Linked DNA regions of Sus scrofa: region 1 is linked to region 2. Evidence: chromatin contacts called from public Hi-C data. All regions are on one chromosome and are shown on one strand. The core of a region is the stretch at or near the end of the contact, and the rest is flanking DNA. Distances in the headings are between cores, read along the strand shown.

Region 1 (4,664 bases), core at 1,028-3,527, 55 kb after region 2:
TTACTCCCAAAGGAGAGCAACACAAGTGAGACAGGTTATTCTGCTGTCAGCAGGCACTGCTCCTAAACCACCTGCCCTACTTCTCTTCTTTCCACTTTGAGGATTTTTTCCCTCTGAAGTGACATTGGGAGGCAAGAGGATCTTGCAGAGGTGTTGTGAATAATGACTCTAGTGCTATGTGCTGCAGATGCTGCCTGCTTGCATGGGGCCACTGGGGACCTGGGTGGGGATGGGGAGGAGGAGGAAAGGGAGGAAAGGAACAATGCAGGCGTCTTCTTCTCTGGAGGGGGGTAAACCTCAGATCACCCTGCCTGTTGGGCAGATATACCAGAGGGCACTGGTTCTCATGCCCTCAGCTGAAAAGACACTTTTTTTTTCTTTTTCTTTCTTTCTTTCTTTTTTTTTTTCCTTTTCTTTTTTTGGTCTTTTTGGGGCAGCACTTAAGGCATGTGGAAGTTCCAAGGCTAGGGGTCGAATTGGAGTTACAGCCACTGGCCTATGCCGTAACCACAGCAACATGGGATCCAAGCCACATCTGTGACCTACATACACCCCAGCTCATGGCAATGCTAGATCCTTAACCCACTGAGCTAACCCATGTGCTCATGGATATTAGTTGGGTTCATTACTGCTGAGCTGCGATGGGAGCTCCCGTGAAGATGCTTTTGTGGAAGCACTTTTATTCACTTTTTCTGGGCATCTGTTTAGAGGCTGATTTCCTCCCCAGGTGGCCCTCCGAATGGAGGTGGGCAAGGAGATGAGTGAGAAGGGGATTTATAAGTATTGCCCAGCTTCACCTGCGTTTTCAGAACCAGAGAAGACGGTGCTTGCTTCCTCTCATCCCAGAAGACAGATGGACCCAGATCCTCTGCATCCGTCAGCTAAGACTTCCGTGAGAAAAAAAGCTTTCTAATGTGGGACTTTTCTTGGAGGAAAACCTCTGAAGAGGAAAACCCATAATCTAGTTGGGACATAATTTCTTCTTTTCCTGTTTGCTTGCTCTGGGCCTTCATTCATTCATTACATTTGTCTTTTCAGACATCGGGACTTCACCCCACTTTTTCTTTATCTCCAGGGATTTGACCTGATTCACCCCACTTTTTCTTTATCTCCAGGGATTTGACTTGAGCTCATTTCACCCCACTTTTTCTTTATCTCCAGGGATTTGACTTGAGCTCATTTCAAGACAGCAAATTACCAAACCCTTTATATTCATCTTTCCAAAGAAGGTTTGCTCATGGGTCTTTAAATGCAGGTAACCTGAAGAAATGTTGGCTTACTTTATCCAAACCTGGATTTTTATCCTTCTAAAGAGAGTACAAAGTGACTTTTTGGAGTTCAGAGGAAACCAAAGTTTTTTGATTATTCAACATGGGAAAACAAAACCTTGAGAGAGAGAGCAAGAGCAGAAAATAATAATAACATCGGACTGGCATGAAAGTTTCTCTAGGTTTCCATGCTTTTAATTATCAGGGATACTCCCGCCCTTTTCCACGGGAACCTTGTTAGGAATGCTGACTTACTGCTGCTGCTTTGACAAGGGTGAAAAGTCCATCCGCTGCCATGAGTTTGACTTGCAGGATTATCACTGGAAGAAAACCTATAAAAGTGTGCTCTGTCGATGGCCATGGCAGGCTTTTTAATTTCTTTGATAATTCCTTCCCTGTTCTGTTTTGGTACACCTGGGACTGACCTAATTTGTTCCTTCATTACAGGGTTTTGCACAGGTAATAGTAGCAAGATGAGGAGGCTCTGATGTTAAAACTTGTCCCTGAAACTCAACAAGATGTCTCAGCTTCAAATCCCTTGGGCAGCTTCATGAATTTTATTTACCTCTTCATTTATTTATATGATGTCTGGGGCCGAGCTGTGGATGAAAAATTAAAACATAAATTCATCAGCAAGACCCATAGTGGTGCTAGATTAAAATTTGAACCCTTGAACTTCCAGGCACCTCCTGCCGCAGAAATAACAAGATGGTTACTGAGCTTCACAAACAAAGGAAGGTCTCTCTTCTCACAACAAGAGGGGAAAAGGCAGACCTGAGAATGCTCAAAACATCACTCACAATATCCCAAACCAAAACAAAAGCAATGTGCCCAACAGCCAAACAAACAGAGGCGGGATCAGCTTCCAGCCAGCCCTGGGGTGTCGCCAGATTTGGCTTCTGGCTGTTTGCCCTGTGGGAATTACGTAATTCCCAGACAAGGGCCCTCAACTTAGAATTTCAGCCTCTCCTCTTAGACTTTTACTCCTCAGAGCTGGCAGCAAAAATAGGTGAGAATCTCACTTCCAATGATGCAGTGAGGCTGCTGATTTTTATTAGGTCATTTTGTTGGTAGTGTAGCTGGGCTGGTGGTGGAAGGAAATGCCATGTTTGTGAGATAATAGAGTGAATTCCATTCCCCCCCCTTCCCTGAAAGTAACTAAATTGTGCTCCATTTTATACTCTTAAGCAATCCCTCCCCGATTCTCGGAGGCCAGTAAATGTATCTGAAGCAACAGGCCTTGCTTATTAATTCCCCCCTCCACAGTGGGATAGCAGGCTCAGACCAAAGAGCTGGGATGATGTACTGGGGTTTTACTAAAGAAAAGCAGGGGGCACAGGAGAGAGTTGAGGCTGGTGGCTGTTATCAGAGGATGTATTAATGAAATGACCACTGTGAGCCGGATACCTTACAGATGTCCCCTCATTTCATCTCCACAACAGCCTTATAAAGTAGTATTCTCATCTCATAGGGGAGGAAATTGAGTCTCAAAGAATAAAGCAGTCCGCCTGAAATCGCACAGCCGTTTAGTATGGCCAGGATCTATAAGACCTTCACAGCTTACTCCATTCCCCAGGCCAAGAGCCCTGCTCCATAAAGTGCAGGGGACCTAGGTAAAGTCTCTAGTAGCTTCATTAATGCTATGTGACCTTGTATGCTTGAGCCTCTATTTCTTAGGTCTTTATCGCTAGGGTCAAGGACGCCATATTTCCTAGTCTTTGTGGTGTCCAGGACAGGGGCTGGTAGCTGTATGTGGCCATTTAAATTAATTATAACAAAATAATTGTAATAAATATAATTCTTATAATGCAATTATAAGCATTATAACAACATAAAGCTTAGCTATAATAAAACAATATAATTTAGTTCCTCTAAATCTAGATTATATTACATCACCCTAGCCACATGTCAGTGCTCAGTAACTACTCATGGCTCGTGGCTGTCTTTCTGGACGGTTCAGGCTTCCAGAGCACCTGCACCTTCACAGAAGGTTTTATTGGATAGCAGTGGACATGGAACATTCTACTTGTTAGTGGGACCTCCCCGCCTTTAGGTGGCACTTAGTTCTTCCAGGCCTGAAAATCCAGCTTATCCTGCTTATCAAAACAATGCTCAGTCCCCCTCTGGGTTTCCACAGGGAGGAATTTTCCCTAAACACGTGTCTGCCCTCTGCCTCTTTACTCAGTCTGCTCCTGGCGGGTGGAGAGGCTTTACTGATGGGTTAATTTGGGAGGAATACCTGGGAATGATTATGTATTGGGAACCACAAGGTCTTCTGTTGCCCCAGGGCCCCACCCCGATGGTGGGCATGGTTTTGAGGTGCCCTGATACCTTATGTTTGCCTTTAAATCCACTTTGTACCCGTCTCTACCCTGCTCTAGCCTCCAGGAGGCTGTCCTCTGTGATCTACATCAGTAAGGTCCTTTGACCTCTGTCAGGCCCACCATGCCTTAAGGACCTATACTCCCAACCGCGTTTACAGTAAGTTGGAAGGGTTACATCTGGGCATGGGCACCAGCAGGGTCAGGTCACAGAGACCACATGAGCTGGTAACCTGGGCCCCTTTTACCTACTACTCTTCTCCTGGTGCGTCTCGCTCAGCTCACGCCTATGGCTGCAGTAGTGTCTCTTAGTCAGCAAACAGGCCCCCTGACATGGAGGAAAAGGAGATAGAAGAAAGAGGCAGAACCCTCCATATTGGCAGGTGGCAGTTTTCACAAGCAAGGGGAACTTACCCAGGAGACTTGTCTAGATGATTCGATCTCTAAACCTGACAGCCAGAATCTTAACATTTGTATAATTTACCTGGGTTCTGTCATAGGTACCATCCAGATGGTCTGAAAAACACACTGCTCTCTTGAGGCTGCATCCTGGACATTCCAAGGACAGGGGAGGGGGCAGGGAGCCTCCGATTGCCTAAGACCAGCTCTGGTCAATCGTAGGTCAGACCCTCTCTGTGACCTCCTCCAACTAGGTCCCTGTGACCAACCAATGAAAGAAGTCAAAGGTCAAACCGAGTTTGTAGATGGGTTGGCTCTCCTTGTGGGTGTGAACTGCAGATGGGCTGCTGTATCACATCTCCATTTAGTGGTGGCCCTGAAGGAGAGAGTGAAGAGAGAGCCTCCAAACAGAGATTTGGGAGATGTATCTGATTACCTGCGTTTTGCGGGAAGAGAAGTAGCCCAGACCAACAGTATATATGGGCTCATGGTCAGTCCTCAATGGCTTATTTGATTGATCAAAGCCTGGGAAGGGAAAGATTGGAGGGTAAGAGACAAGGAGGTCTGGGCAAGAGGCATGTGGAAGTATCTGTGGGCAGGAGCATGATGTGTGACAAACTTTGTATTAAATGTTAAAGCTTAAAGGAGAGCATTCATTCACCAAGTTGATGAAATG
Region 2 (5,109 bases), core at 1,785-4,284:
CCCAAGAACCAACGCGGAATGGCCAGCGGGTGCTGCTCACTGCAATACACGCAGGAGGCCATCCCTGGAAGTGCTTGCCCAGACTGTGAAAACAGTGGTTCCTCCCCCATTCACATACACCTGACTCTACTGCTCTGCTCCTCCCTGAACGCCCGCCGGCTGGAAAACGGCGCACGGGGCGCAGGAGCCTGGGGATGCTGCGCTTGGATCTGGTACTTGCAAAATAGCGAGCCCCAGCCAGAGACCACACGCGCGGGTGCGTCACGCCAGCCGCTGTCCACAGTGACCGCACCAGCTCCCGAGTCCTGCCCTAAACTGCCCCTTCTCGCTCTCTTCCCCACGCCCACTCCGTCCTGGATTGCTTGAGAGACTTGTCCAGCTAGTGCAGGGCCATCACCCCAACGAAGCTTACCATCAGCCAAGGATGCCACTCTCCCAAGGGCCGGCTCCTACCTCCTAGCTGCATCTTGGGCGGTCTGTCCACCTCCCTGAGGGCTTGGTTTCCTCCCGGCTGCACATGCTGAGCCCCGAATCTCGCGTGCCCCCCACCCCTAGTCTTCAGAGAAACTTTCCGGAAGCGCCAGGTAGAGTGACCCCTTGCTGGAAGGGGGAAGGGGCGGGGGGAGGCGGCACCGGACCGAGGGGCGGCGAGGGAGCAGGAAAAGACAGCGGCGTCCTGTTTCCTTTCCTGATACCCGTAAGTCCAGGACTGTGCTCCCTGGCTCCCCCCTGCACCGTTCCGGTCGTGTTAGGAGGGAACGGACCTCAGGATCTTGCTTTGCACCGTGTACCACAGTGAGCTGAGAAAAGAAAAAAAAAAGCGGAGAATCTGGAAAATAGACACTTCCCAGAAGGGTCATGCAGGGTGGTTGGGTACTGTCGGGTTTGCTCCCCGAGCGCCCCACTGCCAGCGAGGCAGCCCTCCAGACTACAGCAAGTAGTTCGGACAATTCAGGACTGGGGCCCGGGCAAAGCTCTTGTCTGGTCTCGTTAGCTAGTACTGAGCCATCTCTTGCCAGGTCTTCCCACCTTGCCGCCTCCCGGGACACGTCCTTTCCAGAGAAGAACCTCGTTGATTTTGGAAGAGGGTACCGCGGGTGCGAGCCCCGGTGGGGCGAGTTCCGTGCTTGAGGGGGACGCAGACGCGACAGATGCGGTTTTCGCCGCCCAGAAGGGAGCTTCAGCGGGGGATAGGACCCAGGGCGGGGGCGCCGCGCAACACCGGGAGGAGGCCACTCATTCGAGCAAACAAAGCCCGGAACCTCTGGTGCCAGCGGCCGCGGGAGCCAGCCGGGATGTCACCAAGTGGCAGGGTGCGCGGGTGCCAAGGCCATTACAAGTTTCCCGCACTCCACTGAGCCCAGCCCAGACACCGCGCCGACAACAAAAGATTCTCTTCGCTTCCCCACCGTATCTATGGAACCCCTTCTCCCACCCCTGAACCCAAACCTGGTGCTGAGGGAAAGCAGCGCTCTTCTATCCAATCTCCTCCAGTCCTCGGGGCCAGAACCCCTTCCCCTGCCTTCGCACCAGGACAGGGAGCTTCCAAGAACCTCACCCTTTTCGGGCCTCTCTATTGCCTGCTGGCCCGAAAATGAGGATGAGCCCCCGGGTCCTGCACACACATCCCAGGGCCAGGCAACTGTCCGCGAGGTCGGGGTCCCGGGCGGCGCCCGGCATGTGCGCGGCGCGGGTGGGGAAGCTTGCAACACGGAGCCCGGCGGTCTCTGGGGCGCAGGGCGGAGAAGAACGTCGGGCAGGGCTCACAGCTGCTCCCCCAGGGCCGAGCAACGCTCGAGAGACAGACACAAGACAAAATAAAACGCAGGCACCACAAAGCCGAGAGCGCTTTGCCTACCGCGGCCCTGGGACCCGCAGGAGGGAGCGGAGCTGCCCGGGAGGTGGGGCGCGCCGGGACGCCCCAGCCGTACCTTTTCGGTGCATCGACGGGCAGGCGGCCGGGGCTCGGAGCGGGCTGGCACAGCGTGTATCCCATTTAGTAATCCATTATCAAGGGGTTCTCTCTGGGCCGCGAGCTGCGCTCTCTCCTCCGCAAGCCTTTGTCATTCCTACATATGTGCTTGTCTCTTTGGGGTAACAGTCGCGGCGACTACTTTCTGGGATGCAAATGCTCTGGGTTCATCTCCAATGACAAGCGGAGAAGGGAAAAGGAAAAAAGAAAGAAAAAAAAAACCAACAAGAAAGGAGTAAATGTTCAAGAAACTCTTCTTCAAATCCAAATTCCACTTGGATTCCACTCCAGCGAGTCCCTTCGGTAGTGTCTGCGCCGATTAACAAGTCATTTCAGGGTGGGGGGCGGGGTGGGGGCTGGGGCAAGGGTATATGCTCTAGCCCCGCTCGCCGACCGGGAGCGCTACCCCGCGGGTGTGGCGACGCTGGCCGCTGCCGCCACTCCTAAGCGGGCATCGCGGGCGGTCGGCCCCGCGGAGAAGCGCCGCTGCTGCGTCCCGAGCGCCTGGACAGCCGAGTGCGCGGGGAGCGGAGTTGGCTGCAGCCTCACCCCGTGCGGCTCACTACTCCTCTGTCACCGGAGAGGCCTCCGCTCCAGGGCGGAGCCAAGTCCCGGACTGGATTGCGCAAGGCGGACTCTCCTCCTGCAACCCCGCCTCCTTTGGCTGGCGTCTTCTCCGACCCAAAGGAGAGCAGTGGTCTCTAGGAGTGAACGCGAGTGATCGAGGTGGAGGGGGAGAGAATCTACGCCATGTGACCGTAGGTGGAGCCTTGGACCGACTGGCCAGTGCAGCTTCCTTCCACCACTATTCCGGGCCCCACCACGCGCTAGGCGGAGGTCCCTGCGGGGGCAATGCCGGCAGGATCCCAGCCCTCGCCTCCCCCACCCCTGGCATTTGCTCTAGCGAGGAAAAAAAAATCCCGGACAGCATTGCTGAGCACGGCCAAATCAGAAAAATAAATAAAAATAGACGTATTGCAGGAGCGAGTTACAAGAAGGGATTTGTTCATCGATTTTCTTAAATGGAAAAGTTTTAAAGGATGAGGGTAAGTGAATGGCAAGTGTTTCTAATTCTGATTACAGTATCAAAGGTGGATTCCAGAAGTGATGGAAGCTCCACGCACCCAGATGAACTGGATAGAAGCCGGTGCGCTTAAAAAAACACCTCGAAAATATGAACACAACTATTAGTTAACATACCTATAACACAACACGTTAATAAAGCATGTTAAGCAAACAAATTGTAGTGCAAAGAATGCTGTTAACAACGATGATGTTTTTAAACGTAGGAAATATGTAAACTATTCTTAGAAACAATTATGTAAACTTCAGAAATAAAACACAATTCCAGCGAGAATCCAACAGCTTCATGGAATAAGTAAATCGCAACTTCTTCCAAGGCGCTTTTGTTAACACCACCAGAAGAATGGCAGGCACAGCCTTTTTCTGTCTCTTAAAAGTTCACTCGCCAAAAAGCTTTGCAGTTACAGGCTTGGGCCAATTGGCCAGGCCACACGATGTCCCCCTCCCCCGGCCGCTGCGCGCATGGTAGCGTGTTGTTCCCCAAGTGGGCTTCTCGCGTGGTGAGGGCTGTAAGCCACAGCCTTTAAAGAAAGTAACTCGGAGCGACCAAGCAGTTCTCCAGTCAATATTTACTAGTTTTGGGCTTGGCCGAGAAAAGCATTGGGAGGGAGATCAGGGTCCCCCCTCGCCTTTAGGCCTAATAAACGCATTAGATACTGTACCTATTCCCTAATTGGGGCTAGGAACCAAGTCCCCCTTTTTTGCAGTTCATACAAGGAAACAAAGTTACATCTGCTCGTGGGGGCTCACAAATAATAAAAATATACATATGTAAAGATTTATAATAAGTAAGTTATTAAATAAATTAAAAAATATATTTCCACAAACCATTTAGAAAAGGTGGGGAGAATGGTTGAGTGGAAAAAGGCTTTTGCCGAAGCTGCCGGCAGGGGCCGCTATCCTCACCTTTCCCAGGCAAAAACCGCGGCGGATCCGTAGTGACTGGGGGTTGGGAGCCGAGGGCTGCGGCCATGGGGGGCGGAGCCCGCTCCGGGAGAGGGCTGGGGCGTGGGGGCGGCGGACTTGGTAGCGCGCTCCCGCGCACTGGTGGGGAACTGGGTCGTGGACGTGCCTTTCGAATCCAGTCGGCACCCAGGCAGAGGCCCTCGCCGGCCGCGACCGCTGGATGCTCGGCTGCGCTATGTAACGACCAGATTTCGACGTAAAACCTCAAGCTGATCCATGCGCCCCCTGCGCGGTCCCGCAGTCTGCAGATCGGGCCCAAGAGGTCCCAGGGATTCTCTGTACAGCGTCTCCATTCAGACCGGGTCGCCGAGGCCCCTTCTTTGCTCTCTGCCTCTGATTTACATGCTGACTGGGTCTGGGAAAAGTTCTTTTAATTGGCAGAATTAGGCAGAGCAAACGAATTGTTTCACAGGCTGAACCAAATTAATTCCGGGTTTAGCTTCTTCCCTTGGAGAAACAAACAATTAAGCTGTCTTGTTTGCTTTATGGATGTATTGGAAGTGCCCCACATCGAGTTTCAGGATATGTTTTTAAAGGGAAGTTATTTTCATTATTAATACTTGCATGTTTAATTTGCAGTAACGCTGAGCCAAGAAACGAGAAATTAAATTTACCTAATTTAAAATTAGGGAATACAAGAATTTGAGTTAACTTGTGCAAGGCTAAGAAATACCACTCGGAATCTTCCTGGCAATGACGAAATCTTGAAGTTTCACCATCTAATTAGGCACTTGTGGAACTGACCAGGTGAGATTACATTTCCACTTGCCAGGGGAGAGATGCTCCCGGAGATGGCAGAAAAGCCAGCTATTGTGTCCCTTCTGAAGCCCTCAGGGGAGCACCTGTGGGGAGGCTGCCCTAGGAAACCTCATGATGTCATTTCCCCTTCTGTGCGCAGACTCCCACAAGCCTGCCTTGCTTTTCAGTAAAACCTCTGCCTCTCCAAAGCCTTTGAAGCCTGCAACCTACCCTTTCCCTTTAGGGAGAGAAAGCTGACAAGTTAAAGCGTCAGCAAGTGTTAGAGTGGGTAGGGAAAGTTGGGCTGTTTTGTAGTTAAGTGGCACCAAGTGGAGTGAGGAAGGCCTTGG

What was found. A called contact is a pair of places that touch in the nucleus more often than the background predicts.
Region 1: a contact with region 2 is called in a Hi-C map of skeletal muscle, with 2.7 times the contacts expected there. The contact joins the enhancer-like site here to the promoter of SEMA6A in region 2. A contact is called at or near these places in 1 of 5 promoter capture datasets (liver), 5 of 47 Hi-C or Micro-C datasets (heart right ventricle, liver and skeletal muscle) and 1 of 2 datasets of contacts at active chromatin or transcription factors (skeletal muscle).

Annotation. Positions count from the first base shown.
Region 1 is chr2:120,740,209-120,744,872 of Sscrofa11.1, forward strand. No RefSeq gene overlaps it. Among named protein-coding and RNA genes, the nearest start is that of SEMA6A, 55 kb to the left of the region's middle. Within about 2 kb of position 2,278, at least 10 of the 83 cell types and tissues checked have an H3K27ac peak or open chromatin away from gene starts, as enhancers often do. A contact at or near this core is called in skeletal muscle, where this site is marked.
Region 2 is chr2:120,684,563-120,689,671 of Sscrofa11.1, forward strand. SEMA6A (semaphorin-6A) reads right to left here and starts at 3,035. Exons shown (of 18, transcript XM_005661593.3): 1 at 1,932-3,035.